Regions from separate parts of the Hordeum vulgare genome. Here region 1 is linked to region 2. A link is a contact called in public Hi-C data. All regions are on one chromosome and are shown on one strand. Each heading gives the region's core, a stretch centred on a gene start, on an enhancer-like site or on the middle of the called end of the contact. The rest is flanking DNA. Distances are from core to core; before and after follow the strand shown. Region 1 has its middle 9.0 kb from the start of LOC123402869. Region 2 holds the start of LOC123452096 (mitochondrial adenine nucleotide transporter ADNT1).

Region 1 (6,475 bases), core at 2,282-4,781, 44 kb before region 2:
TACCTTGATTTTTGGCTTTTGTTTGTACTTTAATATATTGTAAAAAATTATATTACAAAAAACACATCATAATTTTTTTTGAAAAAATGTTGAATGTGTATGGAGAAAATGTCTATCATGTATGGGGTAAATATTTTGATTCTGTATTTAAAAACTATCAATCAAGCATTTGTAAAAAAAATAACAAGTATTTGAAAAATGTTGATCACACATTTGAAATTTGTTATATGAGTATAGGAAAATATGTTGACCGTGTATTAAAGAGATGATACTTTTTTTATCTTTTATGTAAAATGGTTAATCAAGCATTTGAAAAAATATCAATCAAGTATTTTAAAAATATTAAATGTGCACAGAAAAAAGGTTGACCATGGGGTAAAAATAATAAATTATTATCATCTATTTAAAATTTTGAAAAAATATTTGGAAAATGTTGATCAAGCATTTAAAAAATGCTCAATTTATATATATAAATGTTGAAAATGTTGAACTCGTATTAAAAAAACTAAATCAAGAATTTATAAAATGCTACATGTGTATAGAAAAATGTTGAATGTGTATGGAGAAAATGTTTATCATGTATACAAAAATGAGTATAAATGTTTGATCATGTATTTATAAACTATCAATCAAGTCTATCAAAAATGATGATCACGCATTTGAAATTTGTTAAAGGTGTATAGGAAATATCTTGACCGTGTATTAAAGTGATGATAATTTTTTTATCTTTTATATAAAAAGTTTAATCCAGCATTTATAAAAAGGTTTATCAAGTATTTTAAAAATATTAAATGTGTATAAAAATGTTGAGCATGTGGTAAATAACAATGAATTTTTAGAATATATTTAGAAATTGGAATTTTATTGGAAAAATATTGATCAAGCATTTTAAACTGTAAAATTTATAAAAACAAATGTTGAATATTTTTTAAAATATTATTTTTTTAATGATGTATGTAATAAAAAGTTAATCAAGCATTTAAAAATGTTCAACTCGTATTTAAGAAATGTTAATCAAGTATTATAAAATTCTAAAAGCGTATAGAAAAATATTGACCATGTGTTAAAAAAATACATTTGGAAATATTAGTCAAGTGTTTGAAAACATGTTAAATGTGCATAGAAAACTGTTAATCTTGTGTTCGAAAAATGTTGATCGATCGTTTGAAAAATGTTAAAAAATGTCTATAGAAAATATGTTCACTATGCATGAAATGTTAAACTTGTGTTAGAAAAAAGTTATTGACATATGCAAAAAATGTAAAATGAAAACCGAAAGTAATAGAGAAACCAAAAAAGAAAAGGAAAAAATGAAAACAAATCAACTTAAATAAAAAAGTAAATCAAAAATCAAACCAAAGAAACAAATAAAAGGAATGGAAAAAAAATAAAGAAGAACAAAGAAAAGAAACGGTAGAAAAACAAAAAAAGGAAAGCAAAAAAGAAAACCAAATAAAATAGAAGAAATGGAGACAGAAAGAAAACGAAAGAAAAAATGGAAGACCAATGTAATGACGGCTCCTTTCATACTTCTAGTACGATGTACACAACTTATTTGACATAAACTCAGTGTTTAACAGTGCTATTGAGCAAGCAGGAGATCGTAGGATCGATCCCTCGCACTCTGCATTTTTTGCTCCGATTTTTGCAAATATTGGCGCAAGTGGGCCGGCACATTTAGGCAAAACACTTGAGCGAGAAAGCTTCAGTCTCACCGAATGTGCTCTTCTCAGCTCAAGCTCACATGAGCTCCAATGAACAGAAGAATAAAAATATGTTTTACTTTTACAGAAAACATTGACAAATGTTCACAGGTTCAAAAAAAAGCTTTCGTGGCAAAAAAGATGCTCCAAATTGCTTTGGAAAATAACATTTTCTAAGCATCATTTTTTTTTGCCACATGTACCACGAATGTCATTCTATAATAAAATATCCCAAACAAGCAAAACATTTATCAATGTTTTCCACAAATAAAAACCAATTTTAGTGCACCATCTGAGTTGAGGCCTGCTACTGATCGCGAGAGATGACCCTCCTGGCCCATATATCTGCAAGGCCAGGGTGAATCCCTATAAGCGAGGTATAGGTTGGAAAATCCTATTTAACGCTTTCAGCCTCAAGAGGTTTCGCACAGAAAGCACATGGAGCAACGCAATATATGCCGCCCCTTAATGTCTGCTTCGATTCCGGTTTTAGGAACGTTGTAGGAGGTTCCCTGAACTGGGTTTTTTATGTTTTTTAATTTTTATTTCTTTTTTGGTTTTTATGTTTCTGTTTCTTTTTTTCTTTTTCCTTTTCTTTTTTTTGTTTTCGGTTTCTTTTTTCAATTTTATTTTATATTTATAAAATAAGTTCATGCTTCAAAATTGTATCTCAAATTTGAAAAATGTTTTTGCCTTTTAAAGAAATGTTCTAAATTTCAAATAGTTGCCATTTAAAAAAATCATAACTTCAAAAAATGTTTCCAATTTTCAAAAAGCTTTGGTATTTTAAATAAAAAATCGGTTTTTTAGGAAATGGTTCGTTATTTACATAAAAGGTTTGGTATTTTCAAAAATGTTAGAAATATCAAAAATTGTTTCAAATTTTAAACTAAGTTCATTTCCTATTTTTTTATAAAAGTATATAATTTACTTGATTTTATATAAAAAATATCAAAAGATTGTCGTTTTTCAAACATTTTCTACAAATTTAAAAAATGTTCTGGATTTTCAGAAAATGTTCTTGTTTTGCAAAATATGTTCTCAAGACTCATAAAATATTCGTGTTTTCAAAACTAGTTCTCGTTTTTGAAATTGTTAAGGATTTTTCAAAATTGTTCTCATTTGCAAAATTTGGTCTAAAGATTCAAAAAGTTCGTGCTTTAAAAAATAGTTCACGCTTCCAAATTTGTTCAGGGTTTTTCAAAATTGTTCTCAATTTCAAAGTTCTGTTCTCACGATTCCAAAAATGTTTGTGCTTTCAAAAATTGTTTACACTTTCAAATTAGTTCAGGATTTTTCAAAATTGTTCTAAATTTCAAAATTTGTTCTCAAGATTCAAAAAATGTTCGTGCTTTAAAAAATTATTCGTGGGTCCAAATTTGTTCAGGATTTTTGAAATTGTTCTCTGTTTCCATTATTGTTCTCAAGATTGAAAAAATGTTTGAGCTTTTAAAAAAACCACGTTTTGAAATTTGTTCGGGATTTTTCAAAGATGTTCGCGGTATCAAAATTTGTTCTCAAGATTAAAAAAATTTCATGCTCTAAAAAATTATTCATGCTTTCAAATTTGTTCTCCGATTTAAAAAAAACATTCATGTTTTTAATAATTGATTTGAAAATTGAACATTTGTTTATTTTCATAGATAATGAAAAAAATAAAAGAAAGAGAAAACTAACCAAAAAAGGAAATAAGCTGGAAAGAAAAAATAAAGAGAAAAATAATAATAAAACGAAATTATCAGATTTTGTTGAGACAAAGAAAAATGGGCCGTGCCAGTCGGGCGACCCCCCTGTGTGGTGCGCGTCTGTTGGACGTAATGCGCGTCACATAGTAGGTCCCATATAGGTGGGCCCTGCATCTCCTCACTCGCTTGGGTCTCAAATAGGTTGGGCATAAGAGAAAATAGTCTGGGCAGAAAAAAATGGAGGTCCATGAGCCGTTGAGGCCTAATCCTTTTTTTTCATGATAAAGAAACAACTCAATATTTTAACCTTCATTTGAGATTGACTCCGAATGGAACAAATTTGTAACAAGCTAAGTTGAGGCTAAGGGAATCACTCGGAGTGCATGGCTTCTTAGCAAAGACAATGTCATTTTCCACTAGTTTGTTGGGGTTTTATTTTTGTTCTGCGTGGCTTATTAGAAAAGTTAGACCCTCATTGAGATTTAGGGGCTGCTTGGATTGCAACCCTGAGCGGCCGAGCCAAATATTTGGTCGTTGACCAGGCTTGGCATTCTGTTTGAATGGGTTTTCTGGTGTCCTGCCCACCTCGACTTCTGCAGTTCACTTTGATGACAAATCATTGACAAATATTTGGCTCGCCGAGATTGGCGAGTGGCGAGAATCAAACAGCCCCTTAGGATAGTCACGAGGTTGCCATTTCGTCACCGCGATCGACAACTTTGACATAGACGAGATCGAACTGTCCGTACATACACGTACGGTGTTGAGTGTGTTTCTCTCTTGGTCCCATGCGTGCCTCTGATTTATTGACATATCGGTTCCTCTGAATGATTTGCAAATGAGCGCATGGAAGGACTTACCGTTTGCCGTTGGCCGTAGTTTTTTGTCACCGGTGGATAGTTCCAGTCGACGACTTGTCACACCGCGCCAATTAATCTGTTTTCAAAGTCCATGGTGGGGCATTGGCTAAAACAAGAAAAGTCTATTGAAGCAGAGGGGCACACTGCATCCATCTCGACCTTCTAGGCCAAGCTTTTTTATCCAAGGGGTGGCTTGAGATAACTTAGAATGAATAGCAGTTGAAATTTTTGACTCCCCTTGCGTGTCATGCATGTGGACCGTGGCAGGGTCTATTTTCTCTCGTGTTGTCCTTCGCTCGCTGCATTATTTTATTTTCGTTACTATTTTGTTTTTTCATTTGTTTGTTTTTTGTTTTTACTTCCAGTTCTTTCTAGAATTTTTTTTTTGATTTGCTTTTTTTTTCTTTTTTCATACACAGTGTACCATTTTAATTCACACTGAACAATTCTTTATCATAGGATGTACATTACTAAATACATACTGAAGTTTTCTACAATTTACATTGAACATTACCAATACAAACTATTTATTGTGTAATATACCTTGAATTTATTTTCAATACATGCTGAACATTGATTTATAGGTACTACAAAATAATATACTATGGACCTATTTTTCAGTATACAACTGAACTTTTATATTCACACTGCACAATTTTGGGATATTTTTTTTACTAAAATTGTAAATATCTATATCCGAAAACGTCGTTGTTTTTTTATGGAATAAACCCGACTAAAAAATCAAAGAGGAAAAAACACAAAAACGCTCGAGACAGAATGGGCCGGACCATGTCCATTTTGCAGGTGTTGTGTACCTATCCGACGCGCACGGCGTTCAACACGAGCTCCCCTCTTCCAAAAGACGCTCAGGCAAGGATGCGTGGGCTCGGGCCAGTAGCAGGATTGTTCGCTGGCTAGCTCGCTTATTTTATTGTTTCGCCAGAACATTCCAAAAATGCGGACAAGGCCACTGTCTATCGGTTTTCTGGTAGATGAGAAAAATACTTTTTTCCCAATAACTTTAAAGAATGTTCCTGAGTTTAAAAAACATTTATGGAATTTAAAAACTGACATGTAATAAATAATTGTTGAAAACTTTAAAACATGTTCACCATTTATAAAAATACATATGAATTTAAAAAATGTTAATAATTTTAGGAAATTTACACTAATTTCGATATTTTCCATGAATTTATGAAAAAATTATACATTGGAAAAACTATTTACAAATTTTCAAATGCTCACAAAATTTAAAAGGTCCAAGAATTTAAGAATGCCGGCGAATTCAATAAATTTCATAGATTTTAAAATGTGTTGATGAACTTTTAAAAGGTGCACACACTTTAGACAATCATGCCATCCTCACGAGATTTCTCTAATATTAAATGATGTCGGAAGGGAAAGAAACACCTTAATCTTAAATTTAACATGAACATGTGACAACTCATCATTGTAGCACAAAGTTATGGACACGGGTGGGCCGTGGAAAGATGCACTCGTCCACCCTAAAAAATAATATACATGTTATCACACATTGTCTTCCATATTTGTCATGTAGCTCAAAAGTGGCTCTCGAGTGGACTTACAAGTCACGTATAGTGTAGCTAGCTTGAACTCTAGGTAGTGTTCATGCAAACAGAACGCACTTTGTTATTTTTAAAAAATGACAAAATCAGATATAGTCTAGACCCCCCCCCATCCCCCCCCCCCCCCCACACACAAGATATAGTTTAGATCACTTGAACTCGACTCTTTTCCACCCAGGCCGGAAATAGTTTCAACTTTGACATTGCAAACATAACATGGCATAAATGTGATCGTGTTTGCGGAGTCAGATGGAGTGAATGTTTTTTAGAACTTATAGAACGATACTTCGCAACATTTTTTATCTCCTCCATACTTAGGTCTTCTATTAGTTCTTTCTCAGCCACTCGAGGTATCATGATTGGGTTATCAATGTTCATAGATTAGTAAAAGTGTCAGGATGTCAAAACAGTTGTTTGTAAAAAATAGTGATATAATCTATTAGGTTCTTACCTCCCTCAATTTGCCCCTTAGCCTGTTCCACACAACTAATCTTATTTTTCCTGTGTGTGCCATTAGCTTTGTCATGGAAATATTTAGTGTTATCATATCCTTCTAGGATCTCATCAATTTTTGCCTTCTCCCTCCATTTGGCTTCTTCATGACTCAGCAATCTATCCAATTGAGCTCTAAGTTCCTTCTG
Region 2 (6,005 bases), core at 2,596-5,095:
CACCATGCTCCCTCGTCCAATTTCATGTTTCGGCCCCCACCACCACAACAAAGTCCCACGACGGGTTTCATTTTTCAACAACATCCAACTGCTATGTCTCTTCATATTTATTTCTTTTTATATTAACTGAGACTACATATTTATTCAGTATTAATGATCCCTCCTGCAGGATCCTATGCATATCAGGAGGCGCCTGCGTCTGGAACCGGGTGCGCGAGTGAACACAAAGAACCACTATCGCAGCAAAACATGTGGATGGACAAGTTTTTGACTCCTCCACCATGGCCCAGCCAGGATACACAATATGACCAGTGCGGGTTCGAGATTCCTCTTCGTAACATTAACCCCCCCCCCCCCAGGCGGGGCTCGAGTACACCTAACACACCCCCTGAGCGCCAATGCACACGTCGTCATTGACGCTTCTATCTATCAATAGAGACATGACTATCTAATTATGTATGAGACATATGTCTATTTTATGTATGAGACATATTCATGTTATATCTCAATGCTTAGTTAGCTTAGCGGGGATAACACTAATACTACAAACAAATGCATCCAACGTCGTGCTTAGATAGAACATAATGCCCCCAAAACATATGACATTACAAACAAATAATAGAAAATACATCTAACTTAAAATGTACGACTAAACTTACAAAATACAGCTGAACAACTATATGAAGGCATCATCGTCATCCCCCGTCGATGCAGAGCTCTTGCACTTCGACGATGAGGTACTCTTGGCCTTGGTACTCGGCATGAAGATATCGTCTTCGTCCTCGCTGTCGTCCATCCATAAAAAGGATGTTTTGCGCCCCTGTGTATGTGCCAGCCTTTCTTCTTCCATCTTACATTCAACCTAAGAAGTTCTTTCCATATCTCCTCAAAGGTCCTGGGAGGCCACCCACTCCTAGCTAATGCGTGAGCTAACTCATTCAGTAGGACGTCACTACCGATGAGTTCGTTCCATGAAACTATTCTATCGTCTATCTTAAAATTGTTGGCTAAACGCAGAAGACAACATGACATACCATCGATAAAACTACGATCAAAAGGATAATGAGACATCTTGATGCAACTACACTCGACTGCTTACCCACCGGAGTGTGGAGGGGGTTTTATAGGTGAAGAAGAGAAGAATAGGCAGGGACTCACAAGCGGAAAAATATGGCGAGAGATATCGGCGGGAACTAAGAAGTAGGAAATGATTGTGGGAAGTTAGAACCGGGAACTTATGGCGGAAAATTAGAAGCACGGGAAATTATGGCGGGAAGTCAACAACGATAAATTATGGCGGGATTTTTTTATAGAGGGGCTATTTTACTATTCTGGTCATAAAAAATACGTAGTTACGTAGAAAAAGAAGAGTGCATGCACCTATCAGCTTCGTCATGACCAATTAATACTAATTGGTCACCAGTAAGCCAATTAATACTATTTGGTCACGGCGAAGCCGATTAGTACTAATCGGTTAGCCGTAGCCGATTGGAGCCAGCATGCGAGGTCGAGTGGCCTATCGGCCTAGCCAAAGCCGAAATGCACTAATCGGCTATGGCGAGGCCGACGGGAGCCAGTCGACTTTAGTGAGGCCGATGGCGTGTTAGTTTTTTAACTTTTTGAACCTGTGTAATATTTTTTAAATTTATTAACAAAATGTATTATTTGAAAAAAATTAGCCATCTTCTCTGTACAATAGTTCATCTAGCTGATTCATTTTCTTTGTAATTCTAACCCGGTCCACATCATCATCTAGGACGTTTGCCCCGCTCCGCAACGTTGAATCGGACTTGTGGACATGAGTTTTTTTGTCTTGTTTTTCGAACACAGACTTGTCTACACGAATTGCGAAATAGTACATACATCTGCAGGCCGGCCCCACTTGCATGCCACCACATCCGGGCGCAAGGGCCCCGGTTCCGTCGCCCCCGCCGAGGAAGATAAGCTCCAGCCTGCGGACGCCGAGATTGCGACGACCACACTTTGGTGCTGCACGAGCCAGCCAACGCCGCCACAGCCTGAAGGAAGCCCTGTCGCCGCCGCTGCCACACGGGCTTTGTCCGACGGCGCATTCCGGCAGCAACAAAGGGGGGAGACGATGGAGAAGCGGCTGTCGCTGGTGGCTTGGGTCGCCGCCCGTGTAGTTCGTGCGGAGCAAAGGGGCCCCTCTTATGGGACGAATGTGGTATATTTTTGCTGGAGGTGTTGAACCTCTCTCGCGCTAAATAGGGTTTGCCACCTAAGCATCACCTCTTGTCTATACAATAGTTCATCTAGCTGATTTATTTTCTCTTTGGTTCCAACCCGGTTCACATTATCATCTACGACGTTTGCCCCGCTCTGCAACATTGAATCGGACTTGTCGACATGAGTTTTTTTGTCTTGTTTTTCGAACAAAGATTTGTCTACAGGAGTTGTGAAACAGCACATATATCTACCACGAACGAAGTAAAAAGCCCCTCATCAAAATCAAAAGAAAAAAAGCAACGAAGAAAAAAAAAACCGTAGCTGTCATGCACCGTAGGCCTCCTCCTTATCTGATAACTGCAGCGCCCTTATCTGAAACCGCAGCCCACACACTCACACGGGTCGCGTGGACGCGACCACGCCACCTGACCGGTGTGGCGCCGGAGTCGCGGAGGGAAGCCGAGAGCAACGTCCGGTGGGGGTGGGTGGGTCGATCGATCGACGCTGTCCCCGGCCGCCACATCGGCACCCCGCTTTGGACCCATCCCAAGCAAGCTCCCAACACATATTCCTGTCACCGAAGCCGCTAGCAAATCCGTTCCTCCGTTGCGCAAAAGACGCTGCGCTCCGAAAAGAATTCGCTGTCCGGCGAATAAACCGTATATCCATCCACAACCCACCACCTTTTCCTCTCCCAGGCCGGTTCCCGTCGCATTTATCCAGCACCGCCGTGTGTTCTGTGATCGCGGTTGCGCCGCCGTGTGGTCCAGCAAAAAAACCTCACTGTCGTCGCCAGCCACGACCACCACGGATGAACGAACGAGTCGTGTGATACGTGAAGGAGGTTTCACGGGCCAGCATATGGCCCGACGCGTGCAGGAAAGGCCAAATACGCAGTCCACGTCCATCCATCGTCGGAGGGAGCCCGGTCCGATGATCTGCAGCTCCTGTCCACAGTTTTCCGGGCGTAGCACAAACGCAAACGCAGCGGCCGGCCACACAAACCAGACCAACCATTCTTCGCCATCACCATTGCTCGGGTACGCGGCCATTATTATGGTTGAGGAAAAAAAAAACTAAAAGCGTGGGGATGAATGAATGATAGGGCACCAAACCCCCGTGCCTTTCGACCCAAGCAAGGTCGAAACGACCAGCCCGGAAATAACTTCGAAATTAACAATTTTTATCAAGTGATAAACACCAAAGAGGAGAAAAAAAAAAGGTGCGTGGAGGGCCAGATGGCCGGACATGCGCGATGGGATGGGATCGGAGCCCAGCAGCAGCAGGCCGCGGGAAAAAGCAGCAGCAGACGGATCTAGGTTTCCGTTAAGCCGTTCCGCTCATGACCTGTCTCGCTAATACAGTATTCCCTCACGGTGGCCGACAGCTGGGCCCCGGTCGCCGATCCCGAGGCTGACGCTTTCGGAGGATAAGCGTGGACGGCGAGGATCACCCCGCCCGCCACCCCCCCCAACAAAACAGCGAGCCACACTAAAAACGCACCGCGCACACGCAAGATTGGCCTTACCTGCATGCCATGTCGGCCCGGCGAAGCAATCGGTCCCACAGGCAGTGGGAGATGAGCTGGTTGTGAGTCGAGTGCACGTAGCGCTCCAGGCGCTAATAGCGCAACGAGACGCCGGGAATGGGTTAATACCCAGCCACCAGCGCAGCGCCTCTCGTCCAGTTCCCCCACCGCACGCCCGCGCCCACGCCCCCTCCCTCCTCGCGCCGCCGCCGCCGCCGCCGCCAAAACCCCAGGCCAGGGCGCTTGCTTCCCGCTCGGCGCGGCGAGGGGAGGTCGTCGTCGTCGCGCGCGCGATCCGGGAGGGCGAGAGGGGAGGCGGGCGACCGGACGAGGGAGATGGCTTCGGAGGACGTGGTGGGGAAGAGCAGGGGCGACACGGCCGTCAACACCATCGTCAACCTGGCCGAGGAGGCCAAGCTCGCGCGCGAGGGCGTCAAGGGCCCCGGCCACCAGGTCCTCACCATCTGCAAGTCCCTCTTCGCCGGAGGCGTAGCCGGTGGCCTGTGAGTCCCCCCTCCTCCACCCCTCTTCCCCCTCTCCTCTCTCCCCTTCCTCCCTCCCGGCGCTCGATTCGCTCCCCTCCGCGGCCTCTCTCGCAACAACGGGAGGCGACGCCCAGATTCGGCGCAATTTTCGCTGCGATTTCTGTGGTTAGATTGGTGTTTGGCCCGTGTCGGAATCGCGTGCCCCCCGCGGCAATTGAGGTTTCCAGGTGGACGCGATTAGTCTCGCGGTACGTGCGTGATCCGCCTGGCATCTGAGTCGATGCATGTTGTTAGGTGGGAGCGAGGGTGATCTATTCGGAACGCTTAAACCCTTGCCGCGCGCCGCTCAGATCTCGTTCGGTAGAGTTGTTGGTCTCGATTAAAATTCGCATCTGATTGATTAATTTCTTCTATGATCTATACCATTTCCCTGTGCACCCATGACCGCTTCGTGATCTGTAATACGTCAGGCAGATTCCGCTGTCGAGCATTTTGACTAATGCCAATTGTTTTGTTTGGATCAGTTTGCTGACGCTTAAACCCTAGTGATAGACCATGTGTCCGAAGTGAAAAACACTGGATGGGGTTATATTAGCATTTCTCATAATCCTGTTACCGTCAATTCATTGTCAGATTTGCATGTTGCTGGTTTTCATTGTTATTAAGCTGCTATCTCTAATATTCTGCACAATGAGTTCCTTTAATTGGGGCTGGACATTTTATATCCAAGTTTAGTGTATCAAGTTGCTAAACCCCCCAAATAAGTCTGATTCACCAGGCTTTATGATCTGGATCTTAATTACTGGTGCATTCTTTATTTGAGGTGTCAATTATTGGTGCATTCTTTATTGGCACCTTCTTAAGTATGTGGTTCCTCATGATGTCATGAAATCCCATTATCTAAAGCTGAGCATCTAAGTGCCTACTTGATGTAGTACTATATATTTGGTTGGTACAGGACTATTGCTAGTTGATCTTGCCTTCCTTGGTTGGGACTCTAGCTATCAAACGTTGTTATAGTTTGCTGGAGTCAAAGCTGGCTTTGCCTTTTGCTTTGCTTTTTAGCCACTTGGAAACATTGCATACTTGAAAACAAGTAGCTAAACTACACCCCCTCCAACACCCACAGAAAGTGTTAACCACGGGCTCTAAGAATCTCGATTTAATGTTGGTTACTGGTTCATTCTTAATTGGATGTCTATTTGTAAGTATCTGATTCTCCATGATGTCATGATCTTTTTTATTAGTAAATGGTAAAGCCAAGCCCCCGATTGCCTATCTGTGGTTTGTTGATGTAGTGCTTTAGTATTTTTGTTGGGTACAAGAGTATGGCGAGTTGATCTTGTCTTCCTTGTTTAGTACTCTAGCTATAGAATGTTGTTATAGTTCGCTGAAGTCAAAGCTAGAATTCTTCTTCTTCTGTTGCTGTGCTGGCCATTAAGAACATTACAAACATACTTGAAACACGAATGGAAGGTTACAAGATATATAAGTGATTTGTTATAGTTCACTGAAGTCAACGCTGGAATTATTCTTCTTCTGCTGCTGTGCTGTCCATTAAGAACATTGCATACTTGAAACACACATGAAAGGTTACAAGATATTTAAGTGATTATGTTATGCATAATTATTTGATCTTTAAAATAATACTTTCTGATTACTGCATCTCATTGATATGGTAGGTGTGTATGCTTATGTGTTTTGTTTATTTTGTTGTTTTGCACAGATCGAGGACTGCTGTTGCTCCGCTTGAGCGATTGAAGATCCTGCTTCAGGTGTAGATCATGATTTTGCTTTTATCTCAT

The links. A called contact is a pair of places that touch in the nucleus more often than the background predicts.
Region 1: a contact with region 2 is called in a Hi-C map of leaf, with 5 times the contacts expected there. The contact joins the enhancer-like site here to the promoter of LOC123452096 in region 2. A contact is called at or near these places in 5 of 6 Hi-C or Micro-C datasets (leaf, seedling and an unstated tissue).

Annotation. Positions count from the first base shown.
Region 1 is chr1H:510,310,612-510,317,086 of MorexV3_pseudomolecules_assembly, reverse strand. No RefSeq gene overlaps it. Among protein-coding and RNA genes, the nearest start is that of LOC123402869, 9.0 kb to the left of the region's middle. Within about 2 kb of position 3,531, at least 2 of the 3 cell types and tissues checked have open chromatin away from gene starts, as enhancers often do. A contact at or near this core is called in leaf, where this site is marked.
Region 2 is chr1H:510,267,304-510,273,308 of MorexV3_pseudomolecules_assembly, reverse strand. LOC123452096 (mitochondrial adenine nucleotide transporter ADNT1) reads left to right here and starts at 3,845. Exons shown (of 8, transcript XM_045128682.1): 1 at 3,845-4,218; 2 at 5,927-5,975. The coding sequence starts at 4,052.